Linked DNA regions of Mus musculus: region 2 is linked to region 1. A link is a contact called in public Hi-C data. All regions are on one chromosome and are shown on one strand. The core of a region is the stretch at or near the end of the contact, and the rest is flanking DNA. Distances in the headings are between cores, read along the strand shown.

Evidence for each region. A called contact is a pair of places that touch in the nucleus more often than the background predicts.
Region 2: a Hi-C map of cerebral cortex shows a contact between it and region 1, with 3 times the contacts expected there. The contact joins two enhancer-like sites. A contact is called at or near these places in 8 of 484 Hi-C or Micro-C datasets (cerebral cortex, cortical neurons, embryonic stem cells and 2 more), 1 of 115 datasets of contacts at active chromatin or transcription factors (pancreatic cancer cells) and 1 of 9 other capture datasets (embryonic stem cells).

Annotation. Positions count from the first base shown.
Region 1 is chr17:66,232,141-66,236,985 of GRCm38.p6, reverse strand. No RefSeq gene overlaps it. Among named protein-coding and RNA genes, the nearest start is that of Gm20742, 42 kb to the right of the region's middle. Within about 2 kb of position 3,270, at least 36 of the 459 cell types and tissues checked have an H3K27ac peak or open chromatin away from gene starts, as enhancers often do. A contact at or near this core is called in cerebral cortex, where this site is marked.
Region 2 is chr17:66,562,082-66,566,926 of GRCm38.p6, reverse strand. The region is part of intron 2 of Themis3 (thymocyte selection associated family member 3); the gene reads left to right. Among named protein-coding and RNA genes, the nearest start is that of Themis3, 30 kb to the left of the region's middle. Within about 2 kb of position 2,481, at least 17 of the 459 cell types and tissues checked have an H3K27ac peak or open chromatin away from gene starts, as enhancers often do. A contact at or near this core is called in cerebral cortex, where this site is marked.

The DNA.
Region 1 (4,845 bases), core at 2,021-4,520:
GACAGTTAGACTGCAATCTTGCCTTTCTCTTGCACTCAAGTCATCTTCTTGTCTGTCGGCCCTGGAAGCAGCCTTCTGCGGAAGTGCTAGCTCACATCTCTATGGTTGTCCGTCTGATGGTCCTGAATTCTAACTGTCTTGGCACTGACTGGCAGGACTGCTGAGGGGCTGGTGGAGGGTGCTGGGGGGGGAGCTGGGGGGGGGGGGTCAGGGGTGGAATCTTCTGATCACCTGATCATTTCCCCTTTGTGAACTCATTGTCCATTGATTCAATACCTCAGTTACATCTATGCATCCTTTACCTTTGCCATAGCACACGAGGTGACCCCAGGTATTGATCGTGACCCCAGGCATTGATCGTGCACAGTCGCAGGTACCGCACTCGAGAGGAGCAGGTTAGGGTTGAGAGAGCCTGATGAAAAATCCTGTCTGTCCCCAGCTCTGATTTAGAAGGCCCAGGTGCAGTCCTACAGTCCCCGGGCAACACAGAGTGACACTGAACTTCCCAGCAAGTGAGAGAGGCCTGCATCCAAGGCCCCCTCCTATACCAAATCCTCATTCCAAGAGCGCACCTCACAATCCTGCAACCAGTCCTTCGGTGGCAGCGTCTGAAAGCATGCACAGTTCAATGACTTCTTGCAGACACAGGAAATCCACGCACTCAAGTCCAGCTCGAGATGTTCCTCGGAGCTCTTCAGAGTCGGCACTGCAACACAAAGGAGCAGGCAGCCTTCCTCCAGACTCCTCTCTAGGATTTGCCCAGGTATAGTGCCACCACTTGGGGGGGGGTTTCTTGCCTCAGCTTGTGGTCATGCCTCTGCCTGCCCGTGAGCCTCTCACAGATGAGGCATTCAAGAAACTTGGTGGTGTAAGCCTGTAATCCTAGTAAATTTGAGGCCAGCCTGAGCTGCGCAGCGAGAATACATTTCAAGGAAAACTAAGCCGTGAACTCTCTCCCTTACTAGGTAATAATCATCGCTCAGACTCTTACATTCCTGCTCGAAGTACCATGTACTTGGCAGCATTCGAGGTAACTGTTTATTGCATACGGAGCCCTGTGAGTTAATACAGATAGCGCCATTAGCCCCGTGGCCATCTTGGCTGAGGCTGGGAAATACAATCGCTACAAGCCTGCTGGGACCCATCTTTCTCTCCCCAGCATGGATAGAAGATGAAGTCCATCCCCTGCTCTGGAGAGCAGGGTATGAGGAGCTATTTGGTACCTGTACCCTCTGCTGAGCCCCTCAACACTCTGTCACCCTTTATAGGGTAGGGAGGGAGGCTCAAGGGGATTAAAAGACCCGGCTGAGGTCATGTCGTACTGCAGCCTGGATTAAGCCAGGATCACGTGATGGCAACGCCATATGTTTTCTAGTTTGAACTCCTGAATTCTCCCCCCTCCCCCCAACTCTCCCTCCTCCCTTTCAGGTTAAGTATAATCCTAGAAGCCATGAACTGCACTTAGGTGACTGAGCTTTACAAGGATATTTAAGAGTTCTAATGGAGCTTTTTAACAGAAAGGCACATACACACATGCGCGCGCGCGCGTGTCTTTTGGGATGTCTGTTGGGGTGGGAAATGCACCTTACAATGAACAGCGCTGGCCCCAGGACAGCCTGTGAGCCACAGAAATGGTGGACAGGCACATTGTCAGTGGTTTAGCATGCTTTTGGCGCCATCTAGTGGTCGGAGGGGGGAATGTGCCTCTGAGAAAACCCATTCTCCCCCAAGTCATTGGAGCGTGCTTGCCTCCAGGTGAGTAACGTTAGAGCACAGGTTACCCATGATCCTTCCTACTGTGCGCACGGATGTATTTGTCTTTCCTCGTGAGCTCAAGTGTTTTTTTTTTTTTTTTCTATTTCCAAGTCTTCCTACGTTTAAAGAGAAATTCTTTAAAAAGAATTTCCAGAAGCTGGGCGTGGTGGCACACGCCTTTAATCCCAGCACTCGGGAGGCAGAGGCAGAGGCAGGCGGATTTCTGAGTTCGAGGCCAGCCTGGTCTACAAAGTGAGCTCCAGGACAGCCAGGCCTATACAGAGAAACCCTGTCTCGAAAAACAAAAAGAAAAAGAAAAAGAAAAAGAAAAAAAAAGAAGAAGAATTTCCAGAAGATTCGTGTTTTAGATCACTCTTCATACAACAATGCGTAGTTTATCTGGGTCCCCTACGCTGGCATGGACAAGCCTCGTGCTGTAGGAATACCCCAGACCGGCTTTAGGCAGAGGTCAGATGCCTCAGAGCGCCACTTCACTGGCAAACCCACGGCTTCCGCGTATTTCCCAGCAACCTCGGGCCAGGCTTCTGTGAGGACGGTGACGTTTGCGTGGCAATCCTATAAGGTTGGTGTGATTGTTCCCATCTGATAGCTGTAACGCACCCAGTGAGGTTGTGACAAAAAGCGATTGGTGAATTGCGTGGTGAGTGAGAAGCCAAAAGCGGCAGACGGGAGGCCAAAAGCAGGGGAAAGACTGATCACAAAACAGCGCTGCCCCCAAAGAAGGCACAGGGAGAGCGCACATACTCCTGTGGGGGTCGGCCCACTCCTAAGCATTCTCATTAAGGAGTACACGCCTGGGCTTGTTTAAGATCATAAAGCCCATGTTTAAAATACTAAAGCAAAAACGAGCATACCCCTGGGGCATGCTAGTTTGCCCCATAGAATTTTAGATGAAAATAAATGAAAAGCTACTTTGAAGGAGCATTAATAAGAGGGGTTTCACCAAAGGTGCCTACCTCACTCCGGGACAAAGAGTATCACACAGGTTCATTCCCTGTCAGGCAGGCCCGTTTACCTAACTTCCCCTGATTTCTTCTAAAGCGGTGTCTCTACTCTGAGCATTTTGTTTTGCCCTTTATTTAGATATATTATCTTTCTCTAAGGAAGATACTTAAACCCTGTAAAGGGATCGTTCCATTCCGTGTCATCTTTATTTGTACAGATTCTCACAGATTGATTATCTATTCAAGGGCTTCCATCCTCAGCATGCGTCCTTCTGTAAGGAACACGGTGTTGATATTCCTCAAGATGGAACTGGGATTCCCCAGGGTCTGAGAGAAACTCGGATGTTAAATATTAACCTGCAAACGTGTTTTCCCATGGAAGAGGGCAGCCAACAGGATACTGTCAAAGGATAAAGGCTGGGGGGGGGGGGGGGGGGATTGTCCAAGAGCTCCCTCTTGAGGCCAACCTAGAACAACCTAGAAGTAGGCAATAGGCGAGCTGGGTTAGTGTTCCTGGTAAACCGATTTCTAGGCAGGTCATAAAGTGAGTCTGCTCGTCCCGGGCTCAGGAGAGGTATCGCGGTGAACAGTGACTGGGTTACTGATTCCCCCAAAGCCCGTAGGATTCCAGTGCTGACAAAAATAGCAGGCTGCTCCAGTCTTCCCCATGCATATCACGAAGTATCAGACTCCTTGGCAGGGACTGAGCATGTCTGATCTTGGCAGGAACGGGGTTGGGGGTGAGAGGGTGGAACCAGGGGAGGCAGAACAGTGTGCGCATGGGTGGGTGGGGAAAAGGAAAGGGGTTGTTTGAGAGGTTTGGGGGAGAAGTTGGGTATTCTCAAGAAGAGCCGGACGAGACTAAGTCTGGCAGATAAAAATACAGAGAAATGTAGAGAAAGAAATATAAGACATGCACACAACAGTTCCCAAGATTGAATAACCATATGGGACGAACACGGGCCAGATAAGACAGATGGCTCCTGGCCGGTGAACGGGGGTGGGGGTGGGGGTGGGGGTGGGGGTGAGTGACGGGCACGGGGTTTCAGACTCTGGCTAGCAAGGGCCCTTGACAGCTCCGCTCACAGTGCGCAGGTCGGTGTCTTGAGTTTAGGAAGGAGAAGAGAAAAACCCGAGATTTTGGGGGTTTATTTTTGTATGTGTGTGAGAGGACGTGGGAGCCAGATAAAAGCACAGCGTGGGACAGCAGTAATGGGACAGCAGTAAGGGGCAGCCTCTCACTTCCCATCGGGCGGGCTATCTGCGCAGGTCTGGGCACACAACAGTTGTCACTCCTGACCCTCCCGCTGGGAAAGACAGTGCTGGCAGAAACCTCCTGTCCAGCTGGCTGAGGAGCCACCCAAATGTCCAGGAAGGAGGACCAGCTGGTTGGCTGTACCGGGACCAGAATGATGAGCCCCACAACCTGACCTTGTCACCACCGTACACTCTCATCAGGTTATAGCTCTCTTTTTATTACTTGTGGAGGAAGTATAAAAAACAAAAACAAAAACCGAATTTCTGATGGCTGAGAAGGTGTAGAGGAGCCATCTGCCTCCGGATTACATAAATCCGCACTTCTGGTCTCACCACCGCCCTATCCGTTTGATGAGGAGGTCCAGAATGTCCATCTTTCTCTGGGAATCTAGAGCCTGTACCTTGTGGGTGGGCGGATGGGGGGGGGCAGATATGAACGGTTTCAAAGATGATTCCTCAACTTCTACAGGTCCCACAGACTGGCAAGACCATAATCTGTTCCTTGGGGGTCCTTCAGGGGCCATGGATGTACTAGTCAATACTGTTCCCATCGAATCTTAAGTGTGTGCTGGTGTCTGTTTCTAATTATGCTTGGGGCACTAATCTTACATCACAGTGTGTGTGTTTTTACATGTGTGTGTTACTTTGAGCTATCTTCTCATGTGTGTTTGGCCACCACTAATTGGGAAAAGGCATTTTTAGTATCTGTTCTATCTTTGTAGAGCTGCCCTATTTAGGGAAACACTTTTTTCTTCTTTTTTCTTTTTCCTTTTTATGGTAGGAGCCTGCAGTTTATTGAGTGAGAAGGAAGGGATGGAAGCACACCAAGTATCACACAGAATCACATACCCTACATGACCTTTCTCAA
Region 2 (4,845 bases), core at 1,232-3,731, 330 kb before region 1:
GTCATAATCCTTGAAAAGCAGCAGAAAACCAGGAACAGGTCCTTCAGAGCTGGTCTGAAATACCAGGAAGATGGTACAGTGTACAGAATTAATACGACCGCGTTATAGAAAGATCTTGGGTATCCTTGAACCAAATCCCTGCACATATCAAGAGGAAATAACATTATGTTCCAATCCCTGTATATGGAACTTGGATAGACAAGGGACTAAAAGAGTGTCCCCACCCCTCAGGACATGACCAGCCATCAAGGAGGGACTCAGGGTCCTTGGAACAGGAGCACATGCCCACACAGATGCAGAAAGCTGGTCTCCAGGAGGTTAACATCATCACATCTCCATACTTGGGCCTTCCATCAACCTCTGTATCATGTAAGGTCCATGCACAGGACCTGGCTTAACTGCATGGAGTTTAGGCTTTGCCCAGACAGAGGCGGGAAGTCAGCTGTGCACAAAGTTCTGAGGCTGGGAATCTCTGTAAAGTATCCACCTTTGCTTCCATGAAGAAATCCAGAACACCAGCCTGAAGGATGCTTTCATAGTGCAGTACTGGCACTACAGTTCTGAGTGACCATGAGTAACATGGTGTGAGGGAGTCTTGGGGACCCAACCACAAGCACAAGTCAGTGGCTGAGTCTCCAGCCACCTCCATCAGCCAAGAAAGGAAGAGCCATTTGAACAATGACAGCTAGCAAACTCCCCCACCAACATAACTGTGGGGCTGCTGGGACAGCCAATGGAAGGGAGGAGGTAGCCTCACCCTCTCCAGCGGGGCTGAGGTGCTCCAGTCTGGGCAAGCAAGGTCGCCATGGACCCTCACTGCCTCAATCCACGCCTTCTGTGATGGTTTGTATATGCTTGGCCCAGGGAGTGGCACTACTAGGGGGTGTGGCCTTGTTGGTATAGGTGTGTCACTGTGGGCATGGGCTTTAAAACTCTCACCCTAGCTGCCTGGGAGCCAGTATTCTGCTAGCAACCTTCAGATGAAGACGTAAAATTCTCAGCTCCTCCTGGATCATGCCTGCCAGAATGCAGCCATGCTTCCACCTTGATGGACTGAACCTCTGGACCTGTAAGCCAGACCCAATTAAATGTCCTTTATGAGACTTGTCTTGGTCATGGTGTCTGTTCACAGTGGTAAAACCCTAAGATACCTTTTCAACTGCTCTGTGAGTTAGAGCTGTCTGAGATGCTCACCCTGGAGACAAGGCTCGAGGCTCCCTCTTGACCTCTTCCTAACTTGGTCAGGTGTGACCCTGGCTCTTGGACCACCAACTGGAGGTTCTGCCTTTCTCCTTGACCTTCTGCCTCCCTGATCACAGGCTTGCTGTGCAGTGGGGAGTGCCAAGGGTAGTGTTCTTTACATCTTTACATTGGCCACTTGCTGCCAAATGATGTTTTATGGACACAAACTTTGGCACCCTGCTTTCCGAGAGAATTCCTTGTACCATCCAAGACCACGTAGCTGATGTGCTGTCATGGAAAAGGAATGTGTAATGCAAAGAGCAAACTGGATGTCAGCTCAGTCTGTGATGTGTGACCCAAGATGACAAGCACATTGCTTAGCCTTGGGGGCCTTATAGTCCCTGCCTGCAGCAGAGAGGACTAGCAGCTGAAACCATGCTGATACAGATTAAAGGAAACCAAAAGATCACACTACGGTGTTGTAGTGGTTGGAGGGTATGACCCCCACAGACTCATGTGTTTGAATGCTTGACCCATAAGGAATAGCACTATTAGGAGGTGTGGCCTTGTTGGAGTGGGTGTGGCCTTATTGGAGGAAGTATGTCACTGTGGGGGTGGGTTTTAATGTCTCCTATGTTCAAGCTACACCTAGTGTGATACACAGTCTCCTTCTGCTGCCTGAAGATCACGATGTACAACTCTCCGCTCCTGCAACACTATGTCTGCCTTTCAAGTGCCATGCTTCCTGCCGTGATGATAATGCACTGAACCTCTGAACCTGTCACCCAGCCCCCAAATACATGCTGTCCTTTATAAGAGTTGCCTTGGTGATGGTATCTCTTCACAGCCGTAAAACCCGAACTAAGACAGGTGGTGACTGGCTTCATTGGGTGCTTAATAAATGCTCTCTGCTGCCTGGGAAGCCTTACAAGGTCCTTTAGATGCTAAAGGTTAGGCGTCACCCCAATGGTAGTGAAAGAGAAATGGGTGCCGGCACCCAGCAATACCTGGGGCTGCAGGGTCCCCATTCCTGCCTCACCACACAGAAGGGTCAAAGTAGCGGGGACAGAGCAGCAGCTCCCCAGTTTTCTGGAGTGGACAGAATCCGATGCTGTGTGTTCTGTGGATGGGCTTTTCCCACTCGCTGAGCTGAGTAACTCCTTCCGGTAGCAAGGATAGCGATGTCAAGCCAACAGCTTCTAGGACTCAGATGGCAGCTCAGTGACAGAAGGGACTGCTTGCTGCTCAGAGTGTTTTCCACTGCATTCTCCACTCTCTCACTCACTCGCTCTGCTGAAGGGTATTCAGCAGGATGTAGACAGCTGGCAGCCAGCCTCTGTGTGGAGGAGGAAAGCAGGCTAAGCACAAGGCCTCGAGAGCTGGGAGGTCACACAGTTTCCTCACCTCCAGCCTCCTCTGACTGACTAGCATGCTCCCCGCCCTCCCCCAGTGTCTGGTTTCCTCTGAGTAGTATTTCCAGAAACATGGCTGGAGTCGGGTAGTTGCTGTAGTTTTTTTGCCTTGTTTGTTTTTCAGCTTTGCAAGAGCACATTCTGCATATAGTATGGTGCTCTCGTTTCCAGTGTAGAATCCAACTGTGGGATCACTGCCTTCAATCAGTTTCAGGCCATTTTGGTTAGCAGCCTGAGGTCCTCCTCTTCCCTTAACTGTTAACCTCTCGTCCCAGCCACTGCCCTCCACGACCACTAATCCACCAGCTCTATAGATGCATTCTGAGAAACAATGTTATCTGGGAGAGAAGGTTTGGGGTTTTGGGGGGGTGGTTTTTTGGGGGGTTTTTTTGTTGTTGTTGCTTGGTTGGTTTTTGTTTTTGTTTTTTTTAGCTTTTTTCAATCTGGGAACACATCCCACTGTCTTTATGACTCCAGTTCCCTGCTCCATTCTTCTGGAAAGAGACTCTCTTGGACTTCTCCTGTCTTGACTGCTCTGAATAATGCATAATGTATTTTTAAAACAATGTCTCGTTTGGAGTTCTTCCTTCCCACACCTAGAGATAGAATCACTAACTACATGGTGAGTCACTGTTTAACATCTGAGGAACCACACTGTGTTGATTTCCAGTGGTGGTGGCCATATTACATTTTGTTCTCATCAGCAACACAAGCATTAATCCCTCCCCATCCTCACCAACAACTGGTACATTCTGTGTGCTTCTTGGTGTGTGTGTGTGTGTGTGTGTGTGTCTGTGTGTCTGTGTGTCTATGTGTACACTGTGTGTGGGTAGGTGTATAAGTGTGTCTTTGGTCTGTGTGTATGTATGTTTGTGTGGTGTGTGTTTCTTTTTCTTTTTTTTTTAAGACTTATTTATTTCATGTATACGAGTATGCTGTAGCTGTCTTCAGACACACCAGAAGAGGGCATCAGATCCCATTACAGATGGTTATGAGCCACCAGGTGGTTGCTAGGAATTGAACTCAGGACCTCTGGAAGAACAGAGCCCCATCTCCAGCCCCATTTGTGGTTTTCCCAGCCAGTCTAACTGGTATGCAGTGGTTATTACTCCACCCTTTTGACCTGCATTTTCTAATGTCTGTTTCTTCAGGGTGCTTTGGCCATCTGTGCACTCTGGGGAGCAGTATGTCCCCACGTTTTCACTCTTTCCTAATCAGATGGCCTCACTGATGTTGGATTGTGGTGTTCTTTATATATTATTGACCCCTTAGTGAATGGTTAGACATTCTCAACCCATTCTGTAGATTGTATTTTTATTTTATTTTTGTTTTTTGTTTTGTTTTTGTTTTGTTTTGTTTTGTTTCTGTTTTGTTTGAAACAGGGTCTCCCTGTACATATCCCTGAATGTCCTGGAACTCACTGTGTAGACAGAGCAGGCTGCCCTGAACTCAGGGAGAGCTCCCTGGCTGGGTCTAAAGGCATCCACCACTGCACCCAGCTTGCCTCTCTACTTTCCTGATAGAATTCTTTGATACAGAAAACATTTTCATAGTTTTGAGGTCCAATCTATTAGGTTTTTGGTTTTTAAATTTTGTCTTTGTTGGAGGGAGAGGGCTTGTTTTTTCTTCTGTGTTTGTTTTTTGTTTGTCGCCTGAGCATTTAGTAGAAAAAGCATCAGTTTTTGCTTCGATAAAACCAGAGAAACCCAGCACATACCTTCAGTTTGAGTTGCACAGTCAGGCAGGTGGATCTCTGTGAGTTGGGGGCTAGCCTGGTCTACATATTGAGTTCCAGGACAGCCAGAACTACACAGTGAAAAGCTATTTCAAAAATACATACATACATACATACATACATACATACATACATACATACATCAAATAATTTTTAAAATCCAAAGAAAAAAGCCTACATATGGAAACCAAACAGGAGAACAAACCACCTGAGAGCATGATAGGAAATTTATCATTTCCCTAGAGTTAGTTCTCTAAACATTCGGTTGTTTCTACCACACTTCTTGCTTGAGTTAAACAGCAGTTGCTGCGGCTCCTGGGTTTTTGTGAGGCACTGCTAACATGTCAGACAGAACTGAGATCTGAGCACTTGCTGGTTCCAGGGTCCTTTCTGTTCCAAATGACAGAAAGACAAAGGGAAATCACAGGTTCAAGTGGTCACAATGCGGAGGTGGGAAGAGCTGGTTTTTAACCAGAGCCCGATGCCATCTCTCAATCATTTCAGGCTTTTCTTTCA